2 separate regions of the Danio rerio genome follow, and region 2 is linked to region 1. A link is a contact called in public Hi-C data. All regions are on one chromosome and are shown on one strand. The core of a region is the stretch at or near the end of the contact, and the rest is flanking DNA. Distances in the headings are between cores, read along the strand shown. Region 1 holds the start of ap1ar (adaptor related protein complex 1 associated regulatory protein). Region 2 holds the start of pcgf1 (polycomb group ring finger 1).

Region 1 (4,258 bases), core at 856-3,355:
ACAGTGTATTATGGTTGTGTAATAGCCATATATCCGGCTATATGAAGAGAGAAATATGAGTAGGGCAGGATGTCATTCCTACCAGTAAATGTGCATTTCATGTTGAATACGAAAGTGAAAGCATGCTAAAATATTACCGAATGCTGTTTATCCGTTAGGAAAACTAACAGAAATTACCATCTGATAATTTTTTCCATATTTTAACTTATAATATTTTGTATTAGGCCTATTGTTTTGTTCATCTCTGCACTGATATCTTAAAAGAAAGATCAACATTGATCTGCTTCATGATCTGACTGCAGTCTGGCTTCATCTGTTATTTCTCTACAATTTAAGCTTATAATGCAGAATTCTGGCCAACATTTTTTTAATAAATTGATTGATTCAATAGATAGACTTTTATAAAACCTGACAACTGAAATGAGGCTATGTATGAGAAAGTCTGACCTCTCTAATTTATATTTGGTCACAATGTCAGTGGGTGTCAAAATTAAAGTGATGTATCTATTTATTTATGTTTTCAAAGTTAGTTTTATCACAATTATATATTTTTTTTAAATTATCAGTTGTATCTAAAGAAAAGTTATGCTGAATTAAATGTTTATGTACACAATTATGTTTGTCTTTTGACACATTATTTAAAATATTTGTCTAAAAAAATAGATATTAATTTCCTTTTTTTGGTGAGGCCATTGAAAAATTTAGCAGGGCAAGTAAAAATCTGAACCACTGGCCTGATCGGGCCAGTTAAAAATCCTTAGCGTTGAACCCTGTTATATCTTTGCAAATAAACTATGATGGTTGTACCTCAATAGTAAAGTGTTCCCCAGCTGTGTTACTTCTGAAGTACTTTGACCTATTGACAGAAACATATATAAATGAATCATCAAGTCTGACTGATACCATGAGAGATGCATTGTTACGAATAAAACATGATTTAAGCAACAGCAAAATGTAATATCACCATCTCAAAAAAAAAAAAAAAATCTGAGCTTCTATTCTGATAAGCACCAAATATGGACTTTTCTTTTTTAAAAATAGTCATCTTTTCACAGAGAGCACAGATACTAGTGGATATTATTTTATTAATGATTGTGTATTATATATGAATTTAGCAAAGATAGATAAACAAAACATGATTGCCCAAGGATGATGTCCCAGGGCGGATTCACATAATGACTCTGGGCGGGGTCCTGAGATTACACATCAACTAATGCGGAAACAAGAGTAAGCATGAATCGTTCAAGCGAATCGGCTTATTCGAACAATTCTTTCGAATGATTGCTCCAAAGTGCGAAATAAAATTGCAGTGTTTATATTATGTTGTATACATAATCATACATAAATATTTAACAGCACATTTTACCGCAAAACACGAGTCACATTAAAAAAAAAAAAAAAAGTTATCTCTAATAACGAACGTGTTGCGAATCGATTCATTTGAATCATTTATAAAAAAGAACGATTCATTCGCAAAACCTTAGCTACTGGAACATTTATCAGCCACCTAAACTGGTTAATGTAACTTTAGTGTTACATTAACTTACATTTTAAGTAAATTTCAGTGTAGATAATATCCACAGATTGTCCAACTGATGAAATCCACCTGACAGCCGGCGAATCATTGAGGGGACGTACGTTCAAGTTAACTGTGAGAACTCTGTATTTTGATAGTCATTAGCTGCTAATGTGATTTACCAATTTAGAGTTTGCAAAGAGCACTTTTCTGATATCATATTATTAAGGAGAGAGTCCACATGCCCTAATATAAAACCAGTTTTACTCCAACCGGCGAATGATGTTTTCGTCACAGATAACCTTTCAATAAAATCACATCACAAGTCCCATGAATGGCTCACCCTCCTCCTCTCTGTATCCTGTTGGCTTCTCTCCTAAAGAGCCCGAAACAGTGAGCCCAGCAGTTCCCCATGGCACACACGGATCAGGTGTTTGTTTCAGCTACTCCTCCATTGCTGGTCTCCGGCTTCTTCAGGCACTTTAATCACCGGGCACGAGGATTTTACCGCACGTTGCATGACTGCATGAGCGCGGGCACGCCGCCGGTTCGCGCAGGTAAATCACCTGCGGACACTGCACTCATCGCCCGACAGTCGCATTCTCAGCTCCGGCCTAAAAACACCTCTATTGTTTCTTCTTCCTGACAAATCGGACATGTGATTAATGTTTAAACTACGGCGAGTCGCGAGGCTCAAATACTGCAATGACTTTTTAGAGGCACTGAGGGGCGCCAGAGATCATTCGTACTTCAAATCACCATGGTAACCACAGTTTGCCCCAATAAATCATAGTTAGGCTGCTGCAGCAATAATGCAAGACTATAATAGTTATTGCAGGTTTTTTTCTTCCTGAGCAAAAAAAATAATAATGACTATCATACATTTTTATTTTGACACCCACTAAAATGGCATTCAATGTAACAGTTTTATGTGGCAAAAAATATGCCAGGCATATTTAGAGTAGGAATTGTGTGTTGGCATATTATATCACAGCACCAACATACTGAATCATTGAATTTTATATTGAATCGTTGAATATATATACTGGGCTTCCTCAGGGTGCTCCGGTTTCCAAAAGACATGCAAAGACATATAGTAGATTTCTTTAATCTCAACAGCCTTTTTAAAATAACTTTAACCCATTGAAAAGAAAAGGTGTATAATAATGTCATAATAAATAAAATATATAGCACATAATTATTTTGTTGTAGTTTCCAGCATTCGTGTGCTGTGGGTAAAAGGTATGTTTCAATCCGGCTACCCCTGCTGAAAAATCCAGCTTAAACCAGCCTAGGCTGATTGGCTGGTTTTAGCTGGTTGACCAGCCTGGTTTTAGAGAGGTTTTGACCATTTCCAGGCTAAATGACCAGCTAAATCCAGCTAAAAACAGCTTGACCATCCTGGTTTAGGCTGGACATAGCTGGTTTTGGCTGGGCTCCCATCCTGACCAGCTAAGACCAGGCTGGAAATGGCCAAAACCCCTCTAAAACCACCCTGGTCAACCAGCTTAACCCAGACAACCAGCCTAGGCTGGTTTAAGCAGTTTTTTTTCAGTAGGGCACCACAAGTATATTTCAAACCTGTGGGAAGCGCTGACATATATATGAGCAATATCACACGAGTAGCAGTGCGATATGGCTGTATATCAGCATTGGTGGGAGGCGTGCGATGGCACGTGGCCGCAGGCACTGCTATGAGTGTAATATTGCGTTTATAAAACAGTTTGACGGCATAATTGTGTATATAAAAACAAAATCAAACATGGAGAGTTTCAAAAACCCTTTTGTATGAGGAACTACTTTCTTCCACATTGGATTCAAATCATAAGCTGACAGTTAAACAGTTGAGCAAGCATCTTTTAAATTTTAGATCTGTAGTGTCTGCTTTTTGCTGGCTGTATGTGCGCGGAGTAATTCACAAAGGGTAAAGAGGCTGTAGGAGTTCTGATATTGCAGAATATCGCACGTCTATCAGCCAATCAGATTTGAGAACCAGACAACTGTTGTATATATATATATATATATATATATATATATATATATATATATATATATATATATATATTTATATATATATTTTAATGTAGATTAATCTCGGAATTAATCTAGATTAAAATGGCTCATTGGAATTCTGCCGTAGGCATTCAGAATACGTGTGCTGCCCAAATAATAAGTCTTTTGAAAACGGGTTTTTCAAGCCAGGTGGCGCATTAGACCAGGGGCTCATCTCCTGTTTCCAAAATGCATCACAAACTGCTTGAGGAACTGTTCTACTATGATAATTGGTGATGAAAAAAAGATTTACTTGACCTTGTCTACATGCCTAAATGCATTGAGTTGCTGCTGCGTGATTGGCTGATTAGAAACAAAGAGACTTGTTAAAAACAAAGTGACTTTTATTGACATGTTAGTAGTTAAAACAATATAAGGTATAAGAAATAATATATGTAGAAATAAGCCTGTCGAACACGCTCTCTGTCCTCGTGGTCTCCCGAGTTCGTTCTTCCGAGGTGACTTAGCAAGACTGGTCTCCACAAGAACGCAAGTCCGTTCTCTGCGTTCTTGGAATTGAGAAACAGCCAATATGCCACTTTAAACTATTAAAATGTTGATAAAAGTAACTTTTTTTTAAACTTCTCAAGGTTAAAAGTTGTTGGAACAAAGATTAAGATCCCATAGCACAATTCAAAGCATCAATAAAGATGGAAAATCTTTTACAGTGCATAGGTGTCCAACATCTAA
Region 2 (4,258 bases), core at 515-3,014, 610 kb before region 1:
GTTCATGACCACTTTTTAGTCATATCACACATTAAAGTAAATTTTAGTGTACACAACAATCTCTGGACTTGCTGCATCACAAATACCAAAATGTTAAGAATTTATAAAAATTAATCACTTTCTGGTCATCTGATATTAAGCATGGATATATATATTCATGATTTTCGAAAGTATTACATCACTTTGTAAACATTTATTATTATCATTTAATAAATCTCCCCATACAGTTTGATATAGCGCTTGGACCTGGAAGCCGCTCCACGTCGACCTCGTCACACTTATACACAAGTAGATAGGGCTGGGCTGATAATCATTTATTATACAATATAAATATTATAATGATATATATAAATATTATAATGATATATATAAATATAAATAAATATATATATATATATATATATATATATATATATATATATATATATATAAATATTATAATGATTATATATATATATATATATATATATATATATATATATATATATATATATATATATATATATATATATATATACATACTGGGGGGGTATACGTCGCCCTCCCTTTTAGAGACAGACCATTTAGAAACAGGTGATTAAGAATGTAAACTTTTGGATTTCTTTTTTGAACTGTTAAACAAAGTGAAAAATAAAATAAAGTGTTGTTGTGCTGCTGATTATTGATGCTGATAATGGTAAATTATTGTCACATAATAATTGGTCAGACCTGAAAAAAAAACAAACTGCCAAAGTTCATTCATTTTCTTTTCCGCTTAGTCTCTATTAATCTGGCGTCGCCACAGCAGAATGAACCGCCAAACTATCCAGCATATGTTTTCCACGGCGGATGTCCTTCCAGCAGCAACCCATCACCGGGAAACATCCATACACACTCAATCACACACTACGGAAACTTAGCTTAACCAATACACCAATAGCGCATGTCTTTGGACTTGAAACTGAAGTACCCGGAGGAAACCCACTAGAACACAGGGAGAACATGCAGACTCCAAACAGAAATGCCAACTGACCCAGCAGAGAGTCTAACCAGTGACCTTCTTGCTGTGAGGCGATTGTGCCACCCACTGAGCCACTGTGTTGCCTGACTGCCAAAGTTATAACAAATAAAAACCATAAGGAAGAAAAGGTGTTTGTAATTGGTCAAACTCAACCAAAGGGGCAAGAATCTTTACAAAATTCATGCTTGTTTTTATAATTTCCAGCAAAATAAGTGAAATATTAGGCTGCTATTTTAATTAATACTGCTCATGCATATCTTTTAGCACTTATTCGATTCATTTTGTCAAAAAATTGACTGCTTACTAGAACAAATACACAGTTGTTTTACATCATTTAAATAAAAATCCTCATTTCACTCAGATTTAACAGCAACAAAGTGACATAATTATAATAATGCAATATTATGGTTTTAAGAAACAAGCTATAAGAGGAGGAAAATCATCTCAAATGGTTTTAGTATCAAGTCTTCAACCAAAAAAAAAGGTTCATGTTAAAAAAAATTAAGTGCTCATAATGGGTTTTTCAATGGCAGATTCGCAATTTATTCACTTTAATTTACTTTAATATCTAATTTAGTTAACCTCCGTTTAAATTCCGTCTGAAATCTGTTCCTGACAGTGGGAAGCCTATTACGCTGTCAACTACCACTTTCACAATTATGTTACTGTGAGTTGCAGCTTTCGAAAGACCCGGTGATAATGTCAGCGTGGGATGGAAATGATTGTGTGTGGAAGAACCAGCAGGTCCCCCCGCCTCTCAGCGACCGAACTCACCCACTCTCCCGTTACCCGGAAGTATGCAGAATTCCCAAAGATGGCGGAGCAAGGTCCGATGGCGATAGCTATGCGGCTAAGAAATCAGCTGCAGAACGTCTACAAGCTCGACCCTCTAAGAAACGAGGTGAGTGAAAGAAACAAAAATCGCTTCAGCGTCCCGTTCATCGCCGCTCTCCACCCGCGTGTGCTGTAAACGCGCGTGAGAGGAGCGATAATCTGTGTGGCGCGAAAGCCGAGAGATGGAGCGCGAGCCCGAGCTGCGTGTCTGCGCAGGCGTGAGTGTTGCGAAGAATCAATCCACTGTGTCTAGCGATTGTGTTTTTGTTCTCCGTGGCGAGGCTTTTCTTGTCAGATCTGGTCCAGGTCGAAGCTCGTGCCCTGTAGTTTGTCCCAACTCCAAAACTGAACACGCTGATAAAACTCTGCACTAATATAACGGTCACCCTGCATGTCTCGTGTTGCGATCTGATGTCCCACATGTTTATTAATGCGCACTGGCTCTTACGAGCGAACAAGTGCATCGATATGATATAATGCAACGTGCTTTAACTGTAGCGCGTGCCCGTGTTGACGGGATATGCGTTCACTTCAGAATCCAGTCATGGGACGTAATGTGACCCCTAAGGTGCATTTGTGTGTCTTGGCGTTTTCTTACCTCGACATCGATTCCATGTTTAATTCAGTAGCTTGTGGTGCTGGCAGTGATTGATACTAAACCCGCACTCGCGGAGATACTTTGGTGGTTCGTTTAACCAATGGCAGGTTTGTTTACAATTTTGACACCTGACTTGCTGAAAACTGAAGCGCGCTCCAAGTGAAATGAGCGTGCGTGTGATAGTTGTACGCAACAGAATTCGCTTTTGTAACTCACACAGTTGTCAGGGGTGGCTTTTAAGTCTTAAAAAAACATACTTAATCATTTAGCTTTAAGTTAATTAAGCAATTGTTACAGTTGAAATTGCTTTGGTCATATCTAGTTTGCCTTTCACTTTTAAGCAGTCATGCAGTTTGACTGTTCAGTCAAAAATAGTTTTTTTACTGACTCTCTGACCATTCAAGGTCACTTTTTTTCTCTCAGTAGGATATTAAACAAATAGAGGTAAAGTTGGTTTTATATTCGGATATTCAGACTTTCTCTTAAATAACATAATTTCAGAAAAGTATTATTTGCAAATTCTAAATGGGACAATCATATTAGCAGCAAATGACGATCAAAGTACAATATTGTTCACAGTGAATTAGATAGTGTTAATGTTGTTTGAAGTCATACTTGCATGCTAATTCCAATCGAATATTCAAAGTAACATAATAAACAGTATAGGGACTTCTAAATGAAAGAATGTGCGAATATAAAACCAACTTTACCTCTATATTAAACAAGAATCTCTGCTGAAACTGTGATCCTTCGTGATTTATAAAGCTCAAGTAAACAGTCTTTGGCTCCTGGAGAGTCAAAAATATGAGCAATTCCAGCGTTATGGATGTGACATTTGCAGTAAAAACTTATAACATAAATTTGCATAGAAAGTATACCTTAACATTATATTGAAACTTGTGTTTATCTTTTCCAAAAAACTGACCACAGAGTCATGAGATCAGAAAAATATCAGTCTGTAAACATGTTTTGTACTTTATATGAGGAAAATAAAGATGCGTTATGGATGTGACAAAAAAGTCAGCAGGTTTGCAGTACACATACTTTGTAGAAATTCTGTGAATTAAACTGCACTACGCAAAAGAAATGATGTTAATCAAAAGGATAAGAGTTGGCTCTCTATAGAACAAACATAATTTATTTTATTTTATTTAAGATTTTCACATTTATGAGGAAACAGTGTCGTCATGGACTTGACACCTCTCTGTTATGGATGTGACAGATGTGAAATTGCCACTTGTGTGTCTTTAGTAAATCAAATATAATAGTTTTAAAACATTGATGGATGCATTTTTGAGTATTTCTAAAGTACTGTAAAATACTTGCTTACACAAAACCCCAAGAAACAGTTACCGTATTTTGGTGACAACTTAATTTTTTTCATGGAAAGGTTGACATTTGCACGAAATTGCTCATATATAGACAAAATAAAAATGAACTCCTTTGACTCCTGTCAACATTGAGGACTTGAAGAAAGTGTCGGCCTGTCCGTGACAGGAAGCTTTCTGCAACAGACTGTTGTAAATGTTAATGCACTCTTAACCATTTCCAGAGGTTTGGGATACAGGTATTACAAGCATTTACCTCCCAAAAGTACAAATTTACTCTCCTTCAAGCTGTCCCAAATCTTTTTGAGTTTGCTTTTAATGTTGAACACAAAAGAAGATATTTTGAATACAGAATACAGTTCTTCCATAGTTGACTGAATACAGTTGACTTCCATAGTAGAAAAATCAAATGATATGCTTTCCAGCTTTCTTCAACATATCGACTTTTGTGTTCAATGGAAGAAAGAAAGTCTGACAAGTGAAGGGTGAGAAAAAATA

What was found. Hi-C and Micro-C count contacts between places; a contact is called where the count stands out from the background.
Region 2: a contact with region 1 is called in a Hi-C map of an unstated tissue, with 5 times the contacts expected there. The contact joins the promoter of pcgf1 here to the promoter of ap1ar in region 1. A contact is called at or near these places in 1 of 18 Hi-C or Micro-C datasets (an unstated tissue) and 1 of 4 datasets of contacts at active chromatin or transcription factors (embryo).

What each region holds. Positions count from the first base shown.
Region 1 is chr14:5,329,439-5,333,696 of GRCz12tu, reverse strand. It overlaps ap1ar (adaptor related protein complex 1 associated regulatory protein), which reads right to left and starts at 2,105. Exons shown (of 10, transcript NM_001301369.1): 1 at 1,860-2,105; 2 at 808-856. The coding sequence starts at 1,930.
Region 2 is chr14:5,934,575-5,938,832 of GRCz12tu, reverse strand. pcgf1 (polycomb group ring finger 1) reads left to right here and starts at 1,764. Exons shown (of 9, transcript NM_001007158.2): 1 at 1,764-1,901. The coding sequence starts at 1,815.